7 separate regions of the Mus musculus genome follow, and all the other regions are linked to region 1. A link is a contact called in public HiChIP or PLAC-seq and promoter capture Hi-C data. All regions are on one chromosome and are shown on one strand. Each heading gives the region's core, a stretch centred on a gene start, on an enhancer-like site or on the middle of the called end of the contact. The rest is flanking DNA. Distances are from core to core; before and after follow the strand shown. Region 1 holds the start of Hddc3 (HD domain containing 3). Region 2 holds the start of Pde8a (phosphodiesterase 8A). Region 3 holds the start of Slc28a1 (solute carrier family 28 (sodium-coupled nucleoside transporter), member 1). Region 4 holds the start of Nmb (neuromedin B). Region 5 holds the start of Mesp1 (mesoderm posterior 1). Region 6 holds the start of Mesp2 (mesoderm posterior 2). Region 7 holds the start of Zscan2 (zinc finger and SCAN domain containing 2).

Evidence for each region. Promoter capture Hi-C pulls out the DNA fragments that hold promoters and counts their contacts. HiChIP or PLAC-seq counts read pairs in DNA pulled down with a chosen protein or histone mark. Capture Hi-C pulls out chosen DNA fragments and counts their contacts.
Region 2: a promoter capture Hi-C map of pancreatic islet shows a contact between it and region 1, with 4 times the contacts expected there. The contact joins the promoter of Pde8a here to the promoter of Hddc3 in region 1. A contact is called at or near these places in 1 of 115 datasets of contacts at active chromatin or transcription factors (embryonic stem cells) and 2 of 9 other capture datasets (adipose tissue and pancreatic islet).
Region 3: a contact with region 1 is called in a promoter capture Hi-C map of liver, with 2.7 times the contacts expected there. The contact joins the promoter of Slc28a1 here to the promoter of Hddc3 in region 1. A contact is called at or near these places in 2 of 39 promoter capture datasets (liver and pre-B cells) and 2 of 9 other capture datasets (adipose tissue and pancreatic islet).
Region 4: a promoter capture Hi-C map of neutrophils shows a contact between it and region 1, with 6 times the contacts expected there. The contact joins the promoter of Nmb here to the promoter of Hddc3 in region 1. A contact is called at or near these places in 12 of 39 promoter capture datasets (the 3T3-L1 cell line, the C10 cell line, embryonic stem cells and 8 more), 2 of 115 datasets of contacts at active chromatin or transcription factors (astrocytes and bone marrow-derived macrophages) and 2 of 9 other capture datasets (adipose tissue and liver).
Region 5: a contact with region 1 is called in a promoter capture Hi-C map of stem cell-derived epiblast-like cells, with 2.8 times the contacts expected there. The contact joins the promoter of Mesp1 here to the promoter of Hddc3 in region 1. A contact is called at or near these places in 6 of 39 promoter capture datasets (the 3T3-L1 cell line, embryonic stem cells, hippocampal neurons and 3 more), 1 of 115 datasets of contacts at active chromatin or transcription factors (large pre-B cells) and 1 of 9 other capture datasets (liver).
Region 6: an H3K4me3 HiChIP or PLAC-seq map of embryonic limb bud shows a contact between it and region 1, with 4 times the contacts expected there. The contact joins the promoter of Mesp2 here to the promoter of Hddc3 in region 1. A contact is called at or near these places in 3 of 39 promoter capture datasets (hippocampal neurons, liver and pre-B cells), 1 of 115 datasets of contacts at active chromatin or transcription factors (embryonic limb bud) and 1 of 9 other capture datasets (liver).
Region 7: a contact with region 1 is called in a promoter capture Hi-C map of pre-B cells, with 5 times the contacts expected there. The contact joins the promoter of Zscan2 here to the promoter of Hddc3 in region 1. A contact is called at or near these places in 14 of 39 promoter capture datasets (the 3T3-L1 cell line, the C10 cell line, the SN4741 cell line and 9 more), 1 of 484 Hi-C or Micro-C datasets (CD4 T cells), 3 of 115 datasets of contacts at active chromatin or transcription factors (astrocytes, large pre-B cells and memory CD8 T cells) and 1 of 9 other capture datasets (liver).

Annotation. Positions count from the first base shown.
Region 1 is chr7:80,341,401-80,344,619 of GRCm38.p6, forward strand. It overlaps Hddc3 (HD domain containing 3), which reads left to right and starts at 1,737. Exons shown (of 4, transcript NM_026812.2): 1 at 1,737-1,849; 2 at 2,139-2,194; 3 at 2,316-2,556. The coding sequence starts at 1,738.
Region 2 is chr7:81,211,723-81,214,941 of GRCm38.p6, forward strand. It overlaps Pde8a (phosphodiesterase 8A), which reads left to right and starts at 1,543. Exons shown (of 22, transcript NM_008803.3): 1 at 1,543-2,366. The coding sequence starts at 2,193.
Region 3 is chr7:81,113,067-81,116,285 of GRCm38.p6, forward strand. It overlaps Slc28a1 (solute carrier family 28 (sodium-coupled nucleoside transporter), member 1), which reads left to right and starts at 1,733. Exons shown (of 18, transcript NM_001004184.3): 1 at 1,733-1,811; 2 at 2,457-2,568. The coding sequence starts at 2,473.
Region 4 is chr7:80,903,544-80,906,762 of GRCm38.p6, forward strand. It overlaps Nmb (neuromedin B), which reads right to left and starts at 1,519. Exons shown (of 3, transcript NM_026523.4): 1 at 1,278-1,519; 2 at 591-763. The coding sequence starts at 1,434.
Region 5 is chr7:79,792,015-79,795,233 of GRCm38.p6, forward strand. It overlaps Mesp1 (mesoderm posterior 1), which reads right to left and starts at 1,576. Exons shown (of 2, transcript NM_008588.2): 1 at 851-1,576; 2 at 227-577. The coding sequence starts at 1,513. The coding sequence ends at 509.
Region 6 is chr7:79,809,001-79,812,219 of GRCm38.p6, forward strand. Mesp2 (mesoderm posterior 2) reads left to right here and starts at 1,727. Exons shown (of 2, transcript NM_008589.2): 1 at 1,727-2,759. The coding sequence starts at 1,929.
Region 7 is chr7:80,859,406-80,862,624 of GRCm38.p6, forward strand. Zscan2 (zinc finger and SCAN domain containing 2) reads left to right here and starts at 1,526. Exons shown (of 3, transcript NM_001382511.1): 1 at 1,526-1,672.

The DNA of each region.
Region 1 (3,219 bases), core at 487-2,986:
CCTCTCCCCTGGAGGCCCATAAGAAGTCGCCTCCACCTCAGTCGTAGTCCTAGGAATCCAACAGGGGTTCTAAGCCCTGGCTACAGACAAGAAGGAAGCTGAAATTAAAGTCCCAAGATTTGCAGGGGTGAAAACTCCTCTATTATAAGCTTGTGGAGAGATGAGAGTGATTGGGTCCTATCATCTGCTGGGAAATGTGAGGCCTTTGGCTCTAAACTGCCTATGATTTCCTAAGCAGAAGGGAGGAAAGGAATGCCAGGAGAGAAAAAGTTGAGCCATTGTCAAAAAGGAAGAAAGAAAGAAAGAAAGGAAAGAAGAAAGAAAGAAATGAAATGAGCGTGTGAAGCCAACTGTGTTTCTATCTACCCATTCCTCAATTTCTAGGCTGCACGGACACCTTGGGGGATATGGATTATTCCATTTTAGACCCCAGAGACCTCTGTTCAGCCTGTGGGGCATCCCTCTGTAACTGCAGCGCCATGGCAACCACCAAGCCTGTCAGAGAGTCCAGTCATTAGGCTTTCCCCTGAGCCTTATCTCCCCAGCTGCCAGCCCAGACACAAAAGCTACCTGCCTGGTGGAATACACTTAGCAGCTGGCTGTCTCCACTTCTCAGAACCCTTTGGGGAGATGCCAAGGTCTTGCTTATCCCTCATACTTCAGAGCTGCCAACGCCAAGACGGGATTTCTCCAGAAGATCCAAAGCTCGATGGCCGGTAAAGAGAGAAGGATTGTTCCAGTGCCTACCCAAGCTAGGCAACACTATGCTCCTGAAACCGCGGGGACAAGACTCACTACCTCAAGGGCCCAGAGCAGAGGTCTGGGGACTGAAGCAGGCTCCCTCATGATTCAAGAGATGAATGCAAACGGTTTCTGTAGAAACAGTGTTGTGTCCCAGGAGCCCACATCTGAAGCAATTAAGCAAGATCCAACTCTCCAGGTCAAATCCTAGCATCTCTAGGGCCAAGATGTTAGGTTCAGATGCCCAAGATAACAGAGACTGACCCTGTGAGGAGAGCGATGTTTGGAGCACGTTGAAAACGGTCTGGGTGTTGTGCCAGGCTGTAGATGGCCTTTTTCTCGTGGAAGACGCTGTCTCTGCCTCCCAGGCTAGATAAAATGGGCTTTCCCCCCACGATCCCACGGCCACCCGTGCCTTCCAGCTCTGTACCCAGCACTCTGTGAAACTATCACTTTTGGTTTTGTCTCCCTTTTCTGCAAAGACTGTTAGTTCTACTACGTCCTGGGGCATGGTGGGGAGAACGCTGCACCAGCCGCTGTGATTGTTGAAAACTTCTATATCCAGGATCTCGGTCTTTAAAGAACCTCCGTTGAGAATGGGATGATGGTTCAGTGGGTAAAGTGCTTGCTGCACAAGAATAAGGACTTGCATTCTTTCAGATTATTGCAATAGCCAGGTAAAAAAGCTGGGGATGGCAACCTACGCCTGTTGTACTGTGGAGGCAGAGACAGGAGACTCCTTGAAACTCGTTCGGTAGCTAGTCTTGCTAAATACCTGGGCTACAGGTTCAAGGAGAGTCTTTGTCTCCAAAAACTAAGGTGGAGACTTATAGCCTCTATAATCCACACGCACGCGCACACACGTTGGGGGAGGGGGGATGAATGAATTACAGCTTGTTAGAAATAGTTCCGTTCTCCGAGCCTCCGAAGCGCCAGGCGGCGCTATAGGTGATTTGTTCGGACTCCGAAGCTTCAGTCCCTCGCGCCACCAGCGCAATGGGCTCGGAGGCAGCTCAGCTGCTGGAGGCTGCTGACTTCGCCGCTCACAAACACCGACAGCAGCGACGAAAAGATCCTGAAGGGACTCCCTACATTAATCACCCCATCGGTGGGCGCGCCAGTTGGGAAGCAGCCCTCGCGGCCCGTGGCGGGTGGGGACTAACTGGGACGGGAACACAAAGCGCATATAAATTACTGAGCGCCTTCTTCGAGTCCCAAGCGTTGTATCAACCACTTTTCATGCGTTATGCGTGTAAGCCTCACCTGGGGTAGAAGGCAGGAGTGCTCCCTTGGTACAGTCGATATCCCAAGAGGGTAAGGGACTTTCCAAGGTCATCCAGCTGGTGAGGTGCTACATCTGGCTCCTTCTAGACTGACTTCTGCTTTGCCCCTGCCAGGTGTAGCCCGGATCCTAACCCATGAGGCTGGAATCACTGATATTGTGGTGTTACAGGTAAGGCTACCCTTCTCTGCCAGGAGGCTGGTGCGGGAAACCAGAGTACTGTTGAACAATGGGTGCTATTTATTTGGCTAGTAGGTTAGTGTCACTGGGCTGAATGGTAACCTATCCCCAGGCCGCCCTGCTCCATGACACAGTAGAAGACACAGATACTACCCTGGATGAGGTAGAGCTGCACTTTGGAGCACAGGTTCGACGCTTGGTGGAGGAGGTAACAGATGACAAGACTCTGCCCAAACTGGAAAGAAAGCGGCAACAGGTGGAGCAGGCACCACACAGCAGCCCAGGGGCCAAACTGGTGAAGCTGGCAGACAAGCTATACAATCTGAGGGACCTGAATCGCTGCACCCCTACAGGTATGCTCTCCTACTGGCTCTGAGGAGAGAGGGGGAGGGGATGGCCAGCTTCTGAAAATACAGGTTGGTTAGATTCCCAGAAATAAGTCGGGGGGTAGAGTGGGGAGGGGTGGTCGTAACACCTCCGACTAAACCTCTGTCTTAGTCAGGGTTTCTATTCCTGCACAAACATCATGACCAAGAAGCAAGTTGGATCTCATGGAGGCATTTCCTCAACAGAAGCTCCTTTCTCCGTGATAACTCCAGCTGTGTCAAGTTGACACAAAATTAGCCAGTACAATTGACCCCTTGTCAACTTGACACACAAAAACATCACTAGTAAGCCTCAACCCTTACAATCTTATTCATCCCCAAGATCTAAATAACTTTAAAAGTCCCACAGCCTTTACATATTCTTAAAATTTCAATCTCTTTAAAATATCCATCTCTTTTAAAATCCAAAGTCTTTTTACAATTAAAAGTCTCTTAACTGTGGGCTCCACTAAAACAGTTTCTTCCTTCAAGAGGGAAAATATCAGGGCACAGTCACAATCAAAAGCAAAAGTCAATCTCCAACCGTCCAATGTCTGGGATCCAACTCACGATCTTCTGGGCTCCTCCAAGGGCTTGGGTAACTTCTCCAGCCAGGCCCTTTGTAGCACACGCATCGTCCTCTAGGCTCCA
Region 2 (3,219 bases), core at 293-2,792, 870 kb after region 1:
AGTTGGGGGGGGGGGGGGGACGACGACGACAGAATCCAACTCAGGATCAGAGAGAGATTGGGGAAGGTACGGATCTGTCTTTGGTCTCTAGCTAGCCTCCTTTCCTCAGCCCCACCCTGCTATTGACATCAAGCTCAAGGATCCCTAAGACAAAGCAGGGCCGCTGTGAGCCAGTCCGCGAGGGGAGGGCCGGGGCTTCCTGGAGCTTCACTAGCAAGGTCACTGTGGAGTTGTCAAGGCCAGACTTTTGGTGGGCGGAGAGAAGAGCCTTAGACTTGTACGTGCATCTTGGCTAAAGGCAATTTCTCTAGGGATCCAGCTACCAGCTGAAAAAAAACAAAACAAAACAAAAAAAAACAAAACAAAAAATCTACCCTCTAAGACTGCTAGTTGAAAACACCACAGACTGGGTGGAATAACGGGTGTCAGTACAAAAACTTTTCCTGTTTTTCAAGACACCTTGGAGGAGCCAGTCATATTTTTATAGGACAGCGTGCTTTAACTTGACAAAGGAGCCGCGTGCCAAAGGCCAGAAAAGAGAACCAGTTTCTAAAGCTGCTCCAGCCTTATCCGCTCCGGAAGCCGCCCTGTATCCTCCTTTGGTGGCGAAGATCGATGCTCAAGGACGTTGCAGCTGCCACAGGGACCAAGCACCTGTGTCTGTCACAGCAGGGACTTCAGCCCGGAGCACATCTCCGGGTCTTAACAGTAGCCAGTCCGCGGGCAGGAGTCTCAGCCACTCAGGGTCGCACCCGGGTGCGTGTAGGAAAGGTGTGGACTGAGGAAAGGAAGCTACGTCCCGGTCCCGCCAGGGTCCCGGTGGACCTAGAGAGCAAAGAAGGGCGGGAAGGCCCTCGAAGTGGCTGGCTCTGGGTATCAGATGCACACCCAGGGGCGTCGCCCTCCAGTTTCAGCTACCGAGAGGTTAAGAGACTCATCTGGAGTCACACAGCTAGCTATCTGGTAGCACTTGGGGGGCTGCAGTTCTGATCCCTGCTGGACGGACGCACAACTCTTCATTTGGTTCGGATCCTTGGGACTGTCGAACCTGGAATCGTCCTTTGGTTAAGAGGACCGGCTTTCCCTAACCAACTTCGAAATATTGCAGTCCCACAGGTCTGAGTGCAACCAGAGGCGTGACGTGCCAGGTCTTGGAGCAAGGGCTATCCCTGGTAATAACGCCTGGGACCTGGAGTGTAGTTCCCCATGGACTTCGGAACGCTTCGGACTGAGGTCCTTCCAACTGGTCTCTTAACGGACGATAGCTCCAAATCTCAAACACAGTGACCTGACAGTGAACGAACTCGGTAGCCCCTGAAGCAGAATGGCTCTGTATCCTTCAGCAAGTCCTTTCCTTTCTCCGGACGGGCTGGCTAGGTGCCCCTGCGGTCGCGGCCGCGCATGCTCTTGGACGGGCGGTACAGGGAGCGGGCGGCGGGCGCCCCAGCTGCTTTGCATTGACGCCAGCAGCCGCTGGAGGTCACCGCTGGGGGCTGGGCGCGGCGAGTTGCCCGCAAGACGCGGTCCGGAGCACGGAGCGGGAGTCTCGGATGCTCAACTCCTGGCTCGCGCAGCCGCCTCGGCGCTTCTCGACGGCGCGGCCCGACCGGAGTCGAGGCGCTCGCTCCGTCAGCGAGCGGGTCCCCAGCTCGGAGTGCGGGCGCCGAGGGCTGGGCTCCCCTACGGTAGCCCGACTAGGGGCGCTCACCCAGCCGTCCGCCGGGCCGAGGAGAGGCACCGCCAGGCGAGCGAGCGCCCGTTTCCTCGAGAGTCAGACGAGGCGAGGGCGGCGGTGCAAACGCGGCGCGGGCTCGCGGCTCCCGGTGGCGAGAGCGCAAATCTCCACCCCCGACATTTCCCCGGAAGCGCGGCGGCTGCGGCGCGCGCGGCGATGTGAGGGAGACAGCGGCGGCTCCCGCCTCAGGAAGGGCATGTTCGGAGGGGCGTCCGCGGCGCGCCTCTCGCCCCAGCGCCCCCTCCCCACGGCCGCCGCGCCCGCAGCGCAATAAAAGGGGCGGCCGCGCTTCCTGACGCGAGACCCGCGCTTGCCGCCGCCGCCCACCCGCCTGCCCGCCCGCCCGCTCAGGCCGCGATGACACGGCGCCCGCGGCGGCCCCGAGGCGCCGGGCGGGCCGTTTGCTGACCGGATCGCGGCTGCCCGCCAGCGAGTCCGCGGTGCCGCCGCCGCCAGTATGGGCTGCGCCCCGAGCATCCACACTTCCGAAAACCGAACGTTTAGCCACAGCGACGGCGAGGACGAGGACGTGGACGTGGACGTCCCGGGCCCCGCGCCGAGATCTATTCAGCGATGGTCGACCGCGCCCGGGCTCGTGGAGCCTCAGCCTCGGGATAACGGCGCCTCGAAGGTGAGCCGCACTGGGAGGGCGGGGAAACAAACGCGGGGCACTGGGGGCCCTCTAGGCAGCCGCCCTGGCGTTGACCGACGCCAGCCGCCCGCGTTTGCGGGCTGTCGCGGACCGAGGCTTAACAGGGCTATGACGCGGCGCCGCGGGATCCGCCGTGTCCGTTCCTTCCCGGCCGGGGTCGGACGCGGCGAGTCAGTTTTCTCCCAGCGGGGTGGGTGGGGGACCCGGGATATCCCCGGCACGTTCCTGACATGGTAAACCAGAGTGCACTTTGCTCTGGCATTCCCAGAGTAGAAAGGCAAGGGTTGTCCGCACTGGGAAGGGTCTTAGATGCCACCAGTTCCCCCCCCCCCTCACCCCCTGCCTAGCTTATCCCAACCTCTGTCCTCTCATTGCACAAGCAGTTTCACTTTTCCACTTTTTTGGGGGCCATTGAAATGTAACCTGGAACATAGGTTTGGCTTCACTGCACGCTTTATCTGAAGTTCAGGTTTGTTAGCATACGTGTGGTATTTAAAGCCTGTGTAATTAGAAAATACTACTGGAGACGTGACCGTGACCCTCGAAGGATTCAGCAGGGCGAAGTTAATTTTGTATGGAGGCAGTCTGCCTGGGACTTGCAGGGTTTTCTGTTTTGTTGTTTGTTGCGTGGCTTCTCCAGCGCCTTTTGCCTCAGCTTTTATCAAAAGTTTCCAGGGCGAAGGTTTTCTGAAGGAAAGATAAAAGTTCACAGAGGCACCCGCAGCAGCTTCCCACTTACATTTGGGATTTTGGAGTGACATCTCAGGCGTTGTAAAACAAACTGGTATGCTGGGCTGCAGTGTTTGAACATAGACTCCTCTTTACTAGGAAG
Region 3 (3,219 bases), core at 483-2,982, 770 kb after region 1:
GGGGAGCAGCCTGGGAAGGGCACAGGGCACCCTGGGCCGTAAGTGGGGAGCAGGGTGCTAAGACATCAAAGGCAGCTTCCAGCTTGGCAGGGAGCCCACCCTCGGCAGTCCACAGATTAGGGAATAAGTTAGTTTAAGAGTCCAGGGTGAATCGAGATCTTTGGGCTCCCAGCTCAAGGTTCATCCTTGTTTAGAAGGCCAGAGCCTCTGAAGCTGCTGTAAGGAAGGCTGTGAAGTAGCTTGCTCTCTCAGTGAGCCTCTGCCGGCTTCTGGGCACCAAGAGGAAGAAAGAGCAGTGTGTGTGTGTGTGTGTGTGTGTGTGTGTGTGTGTGTGTGTTTGTGTGCGCGCGCGCACGCACAAGAGGAGCCACTGAGAACAGAGGCATCAAAGCGGATAAGGTCCTTTCCCTTCATTGAGGCTGAGGGGGGCTCCTTCAGTATCTGCTCTGGCCCCATCCCAGTCTTGCTCAAGGTAAACATTTATCTTATGATCAAGGGGACCAGTGACCTGACAGTGGGTATTGTATCTCGAGATACAATATACGTATGTGTCCATGTGTGCGTATATGTATCTCCAGATACAATATACGTATGTATCCATGTGTGTGTATATGTATCTCCAGATACAATATAGGTATGTGTCCATGTGTGTGTATATGTATCTCCAGATACAATATAGGTATGTGTCCATGTGTATGTGTGTGTATATGTATATTCAGATAAGCAAGTTGTGAAAACCCTGCAACAGTACAATTTCCTATTGGAAAATGAATAACAAAATAGTGTATACTTAAGGGGAAATAAGAAAAATTCTTAGGCTCTGTATATTTCTATAACACCTTCATGCTTCATTCCGCATGACCAGGGGTGTGGAGATGCACACCTGGAATCCCAGTATTGGACATGTGGAGGCCAGAGGATTGGGTGTTTAGGGCTAACTTCGGCTACATAGCAGGTTCAAAGTCAGGCTGGGTTAGATGAGACGATATTCTCCTAACCCCAATAGAAACAGATAGTTTCTAAGAACAGGGGGTACCACTTATGTCCAGCCTCTTCTTTTCCATTTTTCCAAAACAGCCAGTGTATGCCTCTGTGTGAGGCATCTTTTGTATCATAAAAGATAATTAATTATTAAAGAGTGTGCATCATCAATTATTAAATCCTGTCAGGTAAGTTTAAATTTAGTTTGAAGACTGTAGATGAAAGTGTTGTCCCCCAACTTTGCACGTGTAACTCGGGTGTCACTCTAGGAAGAAAGGGGAGAAGGAAATGGTGTGATTTTGGCTTGTTTCTGCGACTGTGTGATGCTTAGCCCCGAGCCACCACCTGTTTGTGATAAAGACAGCGCTTTCAATATCTTCTAGTTTTGGAAAACGAGTCGCCGATACTGTGAGAAAAGGAGGCTGAGCCACAACACGAAGACACATTTCCAGGATGCTGACAGAAAGAGGAGGGAGAGAGTAACCAAGGTGGCTTCCCAAAGGAGGCGTCCTGGAGCAAGGCCAGGAAGAGGTTGGTTTGGGAAAGGGCAGCAGACAGAGGGCAGGACCACAGAGGACCCGGCTTGAGTGAGCCAGGCTACCCCATCATGCTTTTTCTGAAACAGGCTGGGGTCCCCGCCCCTGCGGTGGCCCTGAGCTCTGGGGAAGCCCAACCTACTTCAGTTTTGGACTCTGCCCAGGAATTTCCACAGAAGTGAACAGGCCAAAGCCCAAGCAGGTTGGACCCAGCCCTCCCACAGCAACCTGTGCTTCAGTCAGTCAGTTCTTAACAGTCAATCCCTCCTGACGCTGCCTTCTCACTACAAATCTGTGAGTAGTGTGGGCTCCTCTCCTCTCCGTACAGCAGTGAATGCGAGTGCCCAGGTAGCAGGCATCCCCCAGCCCTGGCTGCATGCTCCACATGCCCTCTGAGGGTCTGTGTCTGGGGAAGATCTGCTTAGCCAGCTGCTGTTGAGTAGGGAAGGCCTAAGGTGTGGGCAAGAGAGGGACCGCAGTGGGGAAACGGGAGTTTGGGCTCTCATTTGCAGGTGAGCTAACATCTAAAAGCAGCTTCACTGAGAATGAGGAATGTTCGGTTTTGAGTGGAACAGTCCTGGGTAGCGCTGGCTTCAAGATGGATGAAATGAGCACTTCCTCCCCTGCCAATGATTTTCACCGGTTGTAGGAAGTAAAGATAACTAAGGGCTCTTTTCTGAGCCGTGCCCACACCAGTGCCTACGCCATCCCCTCTTTCCCTTCCTGGTGACTGGTGACTAAGGGACAGTTCACTGTTGGAGCTTACAAGGACTTGCATCTCCCAGGATCAGGAGAGAGGGCAGAAAGGGTGTCTCTCCCACTCTCCCCTTCTCTCTCCCTCTCCCTTTCCCCTCCCCCTCGCCCTCCCTCTCTGGTTCCTTTTCTCTCTCCTGGCCCTCCTTTCGGCTGTGGACCCTCTGTGACATCTTTGTCTTTCAGCTGAAGAGCCTAGCACATGGCAGACGACACACCGAGGCAACGAGAGTCCATTTCCCTCACACCTGTGGCCCATGGCCTGGAGAACATGGGGGCCGAGTTCCTGGAAATAATGGTCTGTCCTCTTCCCCTATAGCACCTCCTCAGCCTGACTGGCATCTCACAGGGGTGTGGGGTGGTGTGGGGCTCAGCTTGATTGGCATCTCACTAGGTGGGGTGGCTCAGTTTGACTAGCAGCTCATAGTGGGAGGGCCCCTCAGCTTGACTGGCAGCTATGGGCTGGGGGACTGTGTGTTTCACTCTGTGCTCTGAGCTCTGCTTGTGTAGTACCTCCCCAGCACAAAGCACCCCCTTTATTTCACCCCTTAAACATGTTCTGAGTACCCACTGTGTGATGTACCCACTGTGTGCTGTCAGCAAAGGTCCCAGGAGGGAAGAACATCTGGTCTACAAGATGAGAGGGGAAGCAGATGATGGGGTGGGGTGTCCTTGGCATTTAAAGAACTTGCCATCTTGTCTTGGCTCCCCAAAGGCCAAGCAGAGGACTGAAAAGCTTGACATGATACCTTCTGCCCTCCCTCCCTTCCCTAACAAGGCTCCCTCTTCTTTACCAAGTGCCCCCTAGCCCCCTACTTGGACAGTGCAGTAAGAAGTGCCCTGGAGTCATGCAGTGGGGCGGGCCTGCCTGGGATCTTCCTTAAGGGTTTCCTTCGGGTCTCCAGGAAGCCAGAGTGAAATGCTGAGGCAGGATATGTCTGTACATAGT
Region 4 (3,219 bases), core at 269-2,768, 560 kb after region 1:
ATTTGGGACTGCAGGCAAGTGCATTGTTCTTGGTCTGCAGGGAATCTTGGTTATCACAACTTGGTGAGAAGGGAATGTGCTACTGGCCTCTGGCGGGTAGAGACCAGGGATGTGCTAAGCATCTCAAATGCAAAGGACAGCCCTGCAGAGCCTTTACTGTCAGGAACACTGGCATTGGGAAGTGGATGGGAGACTGGAAAGCAGGCTGGTTCTGAGGTGTCACCACTGGTCACTTCCCTTCCACCTCAAGGCCGTAGGGATCACAGCTTGGGACACAAGCACAGCCTGGCATGGCAAAGGTGGGCTTGGCTAATGACAGCTGGGGTGGACAAGGCTGTGTGGCCTGGAGAACACTCTATTTAAGAGCTAGAATACTCCTAGTCTGCGACGTCAGACTGGGGATGGGCAAGGAGGAACTTTTTCCCCCATGTAGTCTGGCTGCTGCGTCATTTTCCAGTCTTTGGGATATTCCCCCTTTGAGCCCTGGGACCTTGGCTTTCTGGAATCCATTACCGTCTGGCTAGGCAGTCCCACCCTGAAGACATGCTGGGCAGCAATTCTTCCATGCTGGTACTGGGGAGGGGGCTTACCTGGATTGGGGGAGCTGGGCCACTGAAGTTCATGCCTAGAGCTTTCTTTCGCAGGAGGATCCTGAGCAGATCATGACTCAGCTGTAGTCTCTGGTCCCTCGGGGTGTTAGGGGGTGCTGTCCCCACCAGTGACAGGCTCGGGGGTTCCAGGCTCTTCTTGCCCATGAAGTGACCTAAGAAAGGAGGTGCCAAGGTACATGGGAGCTCAAGATGAGGACCCCATCACCACAGCAAGCTCTGGTCTAGTCGACCTTTCGGCTCTCACAGAGGGAAGACAAGAAACATTATCCTCAGAAGCCACAGATCTCTGGGTGGAGGCAAAGCTGACATCCTGAGCTTTTCCTGACCCGCTGGAGGATAGAAGACGGGTAGATAGCCCAGGACCAGGGAGACTACCTGCCAGGGAAGGAAGTGGAGAAGGTGCCTCTAAATGGATGCAGAGAAGACATGAGGTGAGAAGACTTGTCAGTCTGCCTAACCGACTGGTAACCGGATCTAATCTCTGTCTTAAACTTTCTGAGTGGGTTATCTTAGCCATGTCTAGGGTCTCAAGATTCCCATCTGTTAAACTTGATGAGCCCCCCGCGACTGCAGGAGCTCCGCTACCAAGAGCCTCCAAAGTGTTGAAAAGGAAACTGAGGACCAAGGAGAATGAGGCATGCTTATAGGGGGTCCCCTAACACTTACCGGTCGCCCAGAGGTTGCCCCGAGGGTGCACTCGAATCTTGCTTGCTCGGCTGCGGGGCTCCGGGAGATCCCAGTTGAAGGGAGCGACGCCGGAAGCGAACAATGCGAAGAGCAGGAGACCACGGAGGAGCCAAGAGCTCCCTGCTTGCCGGGTCATGGCTGTGCCAAACAGGCTCTTCTCTGGCACTCTCAGGATACTAGTTCTCGAAGCCCGCCTTCCAGCCTTTTAAACTACAGTCGGGAGCGGAGCCTGCCTGAGGAGCGGAGCTCGCTCCGCCCCAGAGCCCCGCCCCGCAGGCTCCGCCCACACAGCCTTGCATCCCGGTTTCTCCTAGAAACCCACCACACTCGCGTGCTTATGGCATCGTCCCCAGCAAAGGTGGTTCCCAAGGCCACCAACACAGCTTTCTGTGTTTCCATCAAGTTGTTACTTCAGCCCTCAAAGCTTCTCCTTAAAGCTAAAGCAGAACAAGAAGCCCTGCTTTTGGCAGTCTATGTGTTTGGCATCATCCCGCAGAGGAACTCAAGAATCCTGTCACCTCCTGTCTCAAACCATCTGAGCCTTGTTTGCCCTGCTTTGTGCTCACAAATGGCACACACTGGATAACCTGGACAAGTTCTGTGCCCAGAACGGGGACAGAATTATGGGGAAGGGAGTGAGGAGCTGCCTCCTAGTAGTGGTACCCTTTAAAGGGCCTGGCTTATCATACTGTAGGTCAGATCAGTGGAAAGATTGCTGGGCCAGATGACTTCTCTAGTGTAAAACGGAAATAACCATACTACTTGTGGAGAAGCAGAACTCTGCCTTCCAGAGCTGTTCTTATTGGTCTTGGAAAGTATCTTCAGTCATCAGTGGCATCCCTGAATGATCAGGGGCAGATATGTGCTCCGACCCAGCATTGTGGGAGGGGCAGGAGGGGACACCAATTTCCTGTTCACAAGAGTTCACTTACTCATTAGAAACTAAGTCAAGGAGTGACTGATGGAATAGAGTATTAGGTCTTGGACCCTTTACTGCATCATTTGTGCTGCCTAGCATAATCTTTTTATTTTGTTTGGGACATGAGCTATGTAGCTCTCTGTCCTGGAACTCCTACATAGAACAGATTGAGTTGAACTTATAGCAAGCCTCCTGTCTCAGGTTCCTAAGTACCAGATTATAGATGTGAGCCACTCTACTTGGTTTGCTGTCTTTACTGGGTCAGTTCTTACCTTCTGCTTTGTTTGAGACAGGGTGTCCTTCTTTCTGCTGTCTGTCATATAGTCCAGTTTAGCAGGCCCACAGATTCTGGGTTATTCTCCCATCCATCTCTCTCATCTCACCACAGGAACACTGATTGCATGTATGTGTCAGTACATACAGTTTGTCATGTGGGTTCTACCAATCTGAACTTAGCTCAGCCTTGTGGCTGCAAGTGCTTTTATCCACTTCGTCATCTCCCCAGCCTACACCTTACTTTTTGAGGCGGGGTCTCTTGCTGAAACTGGAGCTCATTGACTCAAACCTGGCTGGGCAGCAAGCCTAGGGACCCTCCTCTCTCCACCTGCCTAGCGCTGGGATTTTAGGTGCTGGCCCACACCCCTGGCTTTGCGTTTGGTGCTGGGAATCTGAACTCAGTACTCATACTTGCACGGCAAGCACTGCCTAAGCTTAGCCTTCATCCCCCAGGCCCAGGGAAGTTTTCTGAGGCCGTGTTACTGAGGTTCTGGAGTGTGGCACACGGGACAGTGACAGTCCATTTCTGGCCCTGGCTTTTCCCTTCAGTCTCCTTGCTTCTCACTTCCAACCTGACATTCACACCTCCCTGCTTTCTTGTCACAGCTTAGCCATGGTGTTCAGATATAGCTCTTATCACCTTCCCATACTAATCTTCCCTGTGTGGCTGCCTCCCGCTTTTCTGCATCTATCACATGCTCAGACTGTCGCTTTGGTCCATGGACG
Region 5 (3,219 bases), core at 326-2,825, 550 kb before region 1:
AGGGTAGAAGGCCTTTGTGTTTCCAGGCTGGAGATTACAAGACTCCTCCTCCACAATCCCATGTCAGCTTTCCCTGACACATAGCAGAACTTCCAGCAGGGTATGGGAGCATGGGGCAATGGGGGCTCGTGCCACCATGAGTTTGGGCCAGCCTGGGCCGTACAGTGTGAGGTTCCCCCTCCCACACACCCCCAAATAAGGAAGAAAGAAAAATAAACCCTCCAAATGACACTAGCACAATCGGTTTATTCACAAATAAATAAATACACACCAGGCAAAGCTTGTGCCTGCTTCATCTTTAGAGCGTGTACCCTATTGGGCGCCTCCTTCCAAGGAGGGTTGGAATGGTACAGTCTGGATGAGGGCCAGCTCCCACCCCGGGATGCCCATGTTGGTATCACTGCCGCCTCTTCCAGGATCTACTCCCTCCGAAGGTGCCAAGACCAAAGGAAAAGTGTCTGTGCTCAGACAGGGTGACAATCATCCGTTGCATTGTCCCCTCCACTCTTCAGGCAGGCGGCCACTCCTGCGGCGGCGTCCAGGTTTCTAGAAGAGCCAGCATGTCGCTGCTGAAGAGCTGCAGGAAGAGTGAACAGCGCCACAATCAACACCTGCCCCAGGGTCAGGTCCGCGCTCATCCGCTCCACGCTCAAGGTTAAGCGAGCAAGCAAAGCGTCCTTAATCCCTGCCTGTCCAACTCCCACCCTGTTCGGACACCCAGGGCACACGGGGATGCGCCCAAGGGAGATCCTGAGTGCAGCAGAGAGGCTGGTCCGCGACGTGGGGCTGTGCGTCGCGCACCAACAGTAGGGGGCGCCACCTCGACAGTGTGGGGGAAGGGGTTACTAACCGGAGATGAGGGACTGGGCTCCATTTCCTGCCTTTCCTGGGATGCTGTTTCTGCGTACAGGAACGATGGGTCCCACGATTCTGCGGCGACTCGGGGTCTAGGGTAGGCAGGCGGGGATCCCCACGACACCCCGCTGCAGACGGCCGGGCTTAAACGGGGACCGAGCGACTGCGACTGCGCCAGGTCGCTGTCGGGGCACAGCGGGCAGCCTCGAGGTGACACCGCGTGCCGCTGTCGCCGGAGGTTGTCCTCGCTGAGTCCCAGCACAGCCGACAGGTGGCCAATGTAGCGGATGGCCAGGCGCAGCGTCTCGATCTTGGTCAGGTTCTGGCCGGTTGGTGCCACGGATGGCGGCAAGAAGCGGCGCAGCTCGTGCAGCGCGCGGGCGAGTGTGCGCATACGTAGCTTCTCCCGCTCGCTGGCGCTCTGCCGCTGTCCGCTACCCAGGCGGCTACCGTGCGTCCCGCGCCTACCCGGGGTCCCAGCACGCCGGGCCGGGCGGGCGCAGGGTGGTGCAGGGCTGCTGGCCTGGGCACCGTCCCACGGGTCCGAGGACCAGGCTGGGGAGCAGACGCTGTTCCCATCGGAAGGCATCGGTGGCTGCCGACCAGCGGGACTCAGGATCCAGGACTCGGAGCGCGGCTCGCACAGGGGCTGGGCCATGGCAGCGGAGGCCTGACCATTGGGTCCGCTGTAGCTTTATCCTGAGCCCTAGGTGTGAAGCGGGCCCCTTCCAGAATTCATCAGCATATCAAAGCCGGCTCGAGCCAGGAGGGGGGCAGGGCCTGAACCCTTTGAACCATAGCAGGGGCTCTGAGGTGCAGGACCCCTTAGTCCAGTCTGCTCCACCTGGACCATATTTGGGGCCTCAGTAAGTCAGGCACCTATGGCCAGGACTGCCAGTTGAAAGAACCATGCTCAGAGAACTGAAGTCTAGCTCCTAGGCTTAGGGTACACCTTCATTTATTAGGGACCCTACGCCATTTTTTTCCATCACTTTAATTTACAAATTGTATAACAAGAGACTTCGGGATTGCATTGGCCAACTGTGGACTAGGGACCTCTAGACACGGAGAGAACTCTAGTTCAGTCCTTCCCAGAGGCTTGGATGTGGCCTGTAGTCCTCCCTGATGTCCAGGCTATGGGAGGCACATTGAAGAAACCATCCCGACCGACCTGTGAGGTTGCTGGGGTGTCCGGGCAGGGGGAGAGGTGAGCCTGCCTCCCCACACTACAAGTCACTTCTAGTCTTGGCAAGATGGGGAGCTTGGTCCCCTTCCCAGCCCTCCCATGACTGGAGCTCTGCTGCTTTGGTCAGCTACAGTGAGTAAAAAGTCCTTTGACAAAACTCAACTCCTTGAGCTGGTGGCACACTTGGGAGGTGAAGGCAGGAGGGTCAGGAGTTCAAGGCCAGGCCTAGCTGTATATGGCCCAGGTTAACATGGGCTACATAAGATCCTGTGTTGGAAAAAACAAAACAAAACAAAACAAAACCCAAAAACCCTGAAAAGCAGAAACCTTCATCTGTCCCAATGGCAGTTTTATAATCTATTTCATAGGATGCTACCTGTTAGGTTCATAGGCTGCCTTTTATTTTTTAAAGATGTGTGTGTGTGTGTGTGTGTGTGTGTGTGTGTGTGTGTGTGTGTGCTGGTGCCCCCACACAGGCCAGAGGTGTCACGTTCCTTAGGATCGGGCCTTGCAGGCAATTGTAAGCTGCCTGAGGTGGCTTCTGGGAACAGAACCTTGGGTTCTTCAAGAGCAACATGTGCTCTTCTTAACTGCTGAGCCGTCTCTCCAGTGTTCTTCCTCCCACATCTTGAAACATGGTCTCATGTAGCCCAGGCTAGCCTCAAACTTACTCTAACCCAGCTGGCCTTTAGCTCCTGATCCTGCTGCCTCAGCTTACTGCAGTTGTGAGCCTGGCTGTTGAGGATGCCTGCTCTTACCATACCTGTTCAGTGTTGTACTGAATGAAGGGACTAGGTTGGAAAAATAAAGAGAAATAAATACAAATTGAGAGATTAAAGCAAACCTGTCCCCACTTATATGTGACATGCTTATTAATAAAGTCTCCAGAAGTTGGGCATACACGCACATGCCTGTAATTCCAACATTTGGAAAATGAAGGCAAGAGGAGTTTGGGCCAGTCTTGGCTGCAAAGTGAATTTGAAGCCATCCTATGCTACTGGACTGTCTCACCTATTAGAGGGCTGGTGGTGTGGTTCAGTCGGTAGAGTGCTTGCCTAGCCTGCCGGAAGCCCTAGGTCTTATTCCAACACTGCATAACCACGTGTAGCACTGGCTTGTAACCCCAGCACTGGAGAGATGAAGATAGGAGGACCAGAAGTTCAAGTTCAAGATCACCT
Region 6 (3,219 bases), core at 477-2,976, 530 kb before region 1:
TGAAGTCCATTCTTGAAAACTACTTTTTTGTTTGTTTGTTTGTTTGTTTGTTTTAGAAAACAGTGTTTCTCTGTGTAGCCCAAGCTGTCCTGAAACTTGCTCTGTAGACCAGGCTGGCTTCGAGCTCACAGATTTGCCTACCTCTGACTTCCTAGTGCTGGGAGGTTTCTTGAAAACTTTTTAAAATTTTATTTATTTATTTATTTATTTATAAATAATAAATGCTCTCATGCATGTACGTACACCACATGTGCCTGTTGGATCCACTAGAATTGAGGTTACTGATGGTTGTGAGCCAACATGTGGATGCTGGGACTTGAACCCAGGTCCTTTGCAAGAGCAACAAGTGCTCTTAACCACTGAGCCATCTCTCCAGTCCTCTAAAGTATTCTTGTCACACTCACCTTGACTGATATTTTAGATTACTTTACCCTTCTGCTCAAAAGTCAAAGAGGCTCCCCGTGGCCTTGAGAGTAAAACCAACTCAGCCTGGTTCCAGACGTGCCTGGCCCTCCCACCTCCAGGCCTTTCCCTTCTGGAAATGTTCTCTGTGTCCCCTCTCCCTAATGAAACAATGCTCTTGGTTCAAGACCCAGCTGGACCTGCTCAGCCTCGGTGGCTAAGGCCTGACTGCGCCAAAAGCTCATTTAACCCTTAGCTTTCTGTCCTGGAGATGATGCAGGGTATGGGTGCCTTGTTTCAGTTGCAGTTGATGCTCAGGAGAGCCTGTCCTTGGCTTTTATTACCTCAGCTGTTTCTCACAGAAGTTCTGGGAGCAGATGCCATACTTAGCTGTTTTGCTAATCAGGACAAGCTCAGGCAGGTTAAGGGCCCTGCATATAATAAGCAAATGTGTGCCCATAAACACTTTGAAATGTTAGTGCCTGGGTTTGATTTGTTTTAGTTTTTTGAGACAGGGTTTCATGTAGCCCAGGCTGGCCTCAAACTTTCTATGGACTTGAACTCCTCATCCTCTGGCCTCTACCTCCCAAGGGCTTGGACTATAGCCATGAGTGGTCACCGGTGGCAGTACTGGGTTTATTTGTTTGATTGATTTTCTTTTCTGGAACAAGTTCTTGATGGGTACAGGTTGACCTCACCTCCCTCCAATTCTCCTGCCTCAGTCTCCCAAGTGCTAAATTACGGGTATATGGACCACACCTGTATCAGTCCCTTCTTTATAAAGTGTAGGCACAATGAAAGCCCATAGCAAGCAATTTCAGGATTAATCCAGGGAGGGCTGGAAGTCATTCTGTGCAGCAATTCCTACTGAGATGAGCTCAAAGAAATTAGGTGGCTTCAAGGTGACACAAAGCTTCAAGTTGGCTTTGGCATCCACCTCCTTCCATTTCCACTTCCCAGCCTGGAACCCTCCAGGCTGCTGGGTTCCATTTTTAGTGGGTACAGATACTGTGGTCAGTGAGAGTTTCTAAGTGTATACAGCAAATTGGCTAATGGGGGAACCTGAGGAAGCCCCACTGTGCTGGTCGGAACCAGCACAGGCATAGCCCATTAAAGGCTAATGATGAAGGGTGGCCACTCTGTAAGTGAACCAGAGGCACGGGATAGACATCCAGGTACCCAGCAGCCATCTACCGTGGTGGTGGGTTCGGGTGTATTCACCCTGCAGTAGCAGGGCGGAGTGAAGGTGGGGGCTCGGTGAGAAGCTTAGCAACTCCATCCAGATGCGAATTGTCTCTCCCACACTTCCCGGCAGCAGGGGCCTCCATTAGAGCCTTCGAGGGGTCAGAATCCACACCTCTGCAAATGGGCCCGCTTTCCCAGGGCCCCCCTGCCCAGACCTTCCCTGGGCTCTGTGGGTTTTGACACCTCTCTGCAACCTGGCAGGGGACCACCTCACACCTTTAGTCCAGATAAAAGCTAGGACCTGGAGGTGACCGGTCCAGCTTCCCAGAGTCACACCAGCCATGGCCCAGTCGCCTCCTCCTCAGAGCCTCCAGGGTCTCGACCACTGGGTCTTCTCCCAGGGCTGGGGCTGGGCTCAGCAATCGGACTCCACGTCTCCGGCCTCGTCCTCAGATTCGTCCGGTTCCTGCCCTTGCTACGCCACCCGTCGGCCCTCGCAGCCCGCCGGCCCGGCCCGTAGCACGCGCACTACCCAGGCGACGGCGCCCCGACGAACGCGCCCAGCGCCCGCAGGCGGACAGCGGCAGAGCGCCAGCGAGCGCGAGAAGCTGCGCATGCGCACACTCGCCCGCGCGCTGCAAGAACTGCGCCGCTTCCTGCCGCCGTCGGTGGCACCTGCAGGCCAGAGCCTGACCAAGATCGAGACGCTGCGCCTGGCCATCCGCTACATCGGCCACCTGTCAGCCCTGCTGGGCCTCAGCGAGGACAGTCTGCGGCGCAGGCGCCGACGGAGTGCGGACGCGGCGTTCTCTCACCGATGCCCTCAATGCCCCGACGGTGGCAGCCCCTCACAGGCTCAGATGCTTGGTCCTAGCCTGGGATCAGCCATGAGTAGTGGGGTGTCCTGGGGGTGCCCGCCTGCTTGTCCTGGACCTCTGATCTCACCTGAAAACCTTGGGAACAGGATCTCCAACGTGGATCCCTGGGTGACACCTCCTTATTGTCCCCAAATACAGTCACCCTTACACCAGTCCCTAGAAAGAGCCGCTGACTCCTCTCCCTGGGCACCACCTCAAGCATGTCCTGGCATGCAGATGTCCCCAGAGCCTAGGAACAAGACTGGACACTGGACACAATCCACTGAACCTGCAGAGCTGACTAAAGTGTATCAGGTAGGTCCTAGGACCCCTGCCATTTTCATGGCTTCATTTGGAACTAAAGTGGACGGTCTCTCGTTTGTACAGGGTCTCCTACTCATCAGGTCCCAGGTTATCCAATGAAGGGATAGATGGAAATAGCCTTATTTACACCTGTAGGAGAAGAGATGAGGCCCCGGGAAGTTATAGCCACTGCCATAATTGCCACCTTTGCTGTGCAACAGTCACCACAGCTTGGTGAAGAGAGGATGGCCCTCGGATTTACACAGAGGCCAGGGTGGAAGGCGAGGGCCTTCACTAGCTGGAAATTCTAAGTTCAGTACATGAGTGAGGCCCAGGGGTATTGGCAGCACCTCCTAAATAGATCCTTCTGGAAGTGGTGACCTGAGTGTTTTCTTTGAGATGCGTTCATCCATAAATGACTTGTGGCCCATAAAAGATTATAGTGATGACTGGGTTTTACCAAGCACTCTCT
Region 7 (3,219 bases), core at 276-2,775, 520 kb after region 1:
GTGTCCAGGTAGTTACTCTCTTGTTTTTATTTAGTATGGATCCCATGGAACCAGGCCCACAAACTGTTGTGAGCTGTAATGTAGGTGTTGGGGTCTTCTGCAAGAGCAGCAAGTGCTCTTAACTCTTACGCGCGCTCAACTGGCCAGGAAGAACGACGCTGCAACAGGATCCTTCTGCACACGTTTATTGGGAGAGCTTGATTGTAGAGGCGAAAAGACCCTGAGCCCAGAACTGGTGCTGCTTACATAGGCCTAGGAGAGGTGTGTCTCACATCTGATTGGTTAACTTGTCTTGGCAAAAGAACCTTCACTGCCTATGTATGTGTAGTGGCCAGCAGTAGCCAACTGCCACTCTGCAACTGCCACTCTGCAACTGCCACTCTGCAACGGCTTCCCACACTTAACCACTGAACCATCTCTCCAGCCCCCAAGTCAAGGGTTTTAACTAGAGCGAGTAAGGGAGTAAAAGTTTGTATGCTCTTTGGGAAGAGAGCAATCCGTACAGAGTAGGAATGGCTGTGTCGGGGACAGAAGTGGGTTTAGATTTATCCTTTATCTGTTATCCTCTCCCTGTCCCTCCATTAAGGCGGGCACTAAAACAAAGTGGCACACTTTTCTTGGAAGCTCATTTCACCCAGTCTTGGGGCTTAAGTGCCCTCAAAGCTGAAAAGTTCACTTGGTGAAGGGGTAGCAGGCACTCCATGCATACTCTTATCTAGAGATACCCTGAAGCCAGTTGAAGCTGAGCCAACTAGTAGACCACTACCATCTATTGCTGTTCTTTACATCCTGTTTTGGGGACCTTGAGATGACCCATCTGGAAGGACCACTATTGTCCTTTGTGTCCTGTTTTAGGGTGCCTGGGTGGTCATTCCCTCCCAGAGCTAACCTCTTGCCTAACTGTAGGGCAGGTTCCAAGGAGCCGACTATAGACTAGGACTTACAAAGCAGAAAGAGCGGGGCGGGGCTTTCGTGAAGACGCAAGAATACCACGTGTGAAAACAAAGGGGAGTGCAACCCCGGAGTGCAAATGCCTGTGCGTAGCTGCAAATTTCCAGGAGAGGTGCGAACTTGGGCCAAGAGGAACTTTGATTGCGCAGATTTCTTCTCTGCTTAGAGTCAGCTTTTGGCTCTCGAGGGCTCATTTGCCACTCAATTCTCAGCTGAAAAAGACTGATACATTCACCCAGCTTTCATTTTTTATAGATAAATACACGCGAGCTTTAGAGAATTGGCACTATCTGTCTCAGGTGAAAGCTTTGGGCAGTACTAGAAGACAGACAGCTAGTCCTGGGTCGTCCTCTGCCTCTGATCCGGAGGCATTACTTACGGCTATCAAACCCTCTGTTCGCTCAGGTACAAACCACCCCCCCCCCCGTCTCTGGGTAAACTACATTTCCCGCAATGCATCGGGTGGAACTTCCCTCCCAACGCCCATCTGGACGCAGTTTTCACCAATAGTGGAGCAGAATTTCAGGAACTGTTGTGGACAGCCAATGAGAGTGGCCATGGGCGGGCCTCTCCCGTCCATTGTTCTCTGTGCCCCTTGGGCTTGAGCTGAGGTGAATCCAGAGGGGCCGGGCCGGGCCGGGCCAGACCGTGGGGTGCTTTTGCGCTCAGAGAGATAGCGGGAACAGGACCTGGTCCCTGGAGAGGCGAGCGGGAGAGGCAGGTCAGGAGCCGCGCGCCCCGCGGGGAACAGCCAGAGAGACAGCGAGTAACGGGCCTGGAGCCAGCTCAGGGCAGTTTGGGGGAGGGGCGTCGGTGTCCGCGCCCGACGGGCTGGACGCGCAGCTCTGCGTCCTGGTTCTTCGGAGCCCTCGAGGCTCCGCTCACACCAGAGCGCTGGGTACGCGCAGCCTAGGAACGCAGGCTTTACACTGGGAAGGGATGCTCGACGACATCCCACCGAGCCGCCTCCTTGACCAGGTGGGGAAACTGAGGTTCTGAGGGGGCGTGTCGGAGCCAGGCTTAGCTAATAAGCTGTCTAGGTTCAGTGTTCCCGGGATGTCCAGGAAGAATTACGATGTATTTGTGTTTCACGTAGTCATTTTGGACAAATTGACATTGGGAGCTTCAGTTTTCTTTCTGTTGTTGCTGTTCTGTTTTAACTTTTGCTATTTTCATGGGGGAGGGCATGTTATCTGATTCTATGGTGTAATGATTTTTTAAAAATAAATATTCATTGCTTTCATAATACTTAAATAGTTTTTAATTCCACTGCTTTGAATATTTTGTAGAGCTACTACTCAGATCTAGGTGTGTGTCCCCCACACCCCCACCCCCCGCAATGATCCCCATGTGTGTTCATTTAAAAAGGAATTGGGCAGGCAGTAATCTCAGCACTCAGGAAGCAGGACAGGCAGGTCAGGAGTTCGAGGCCAGCGTGGGCTACATAATGAGATCTTGCTTCAGAAGCAAAAAAATAAACAGAAATGTCTGTACTGAACATGTAGGAGCGTTCTCGTTATTATTCCCAAACAGTACAGCATACCAACTGTTTACATATTATTTACACTTAAGTATATGTTGTCTAGAGATGATTGAAGGTATTTGGTACACCATTTTATATAGGGGCCTTGAGGAGTCCTGGATTCTGGGATCTGGGAGATTATCTGAGGGCAACCTCCTTTGAAATATAGCACTAATGACTTGTAGTGAAGCTGGGGGCACCTTGACATGCGATCCATTAGTAATCACTATGATGTTCCATATGATAAGGATGAGTGTTATCTATTCATTAAGTGGTCACTGAGGTTGAATGACTAACCTCTTTGTTAGGTCACAGTCTCTGAAGGGAGTCTGAACTGACTTAGGGTAGGATATGTCAGTTCTGTTTCTCTCAGCCCAGATCACTGCATCCCACTACTCTTCCTTTGGTCTTCTGAAAAGAGCAATGCTGTGTATGTGTGTGGTAGTTATTATTATTATTATTATTATTATTATTATTATTATTATTATTGGGTTGCTATATCCCCTTGTTGTCTTTAAATATCTACTAGGTGTTTCTACCCCACTTCAGACCATATTGTTCCCAGATAAAAGACACAGAAACCTGTAGATTCATAATAAGCTTAAAAGCATTAAAGTTGGGCTATTTTGTCTACCTCCCAAGGTATCACTTGCCATGCTCTGCCTGGGCCGCTTCTACTCCATCAGGCCAGCCCCTATAGCCATGGGCTCATGAACTACCTCCCCCATGGCCACTTCCTTCTTTCT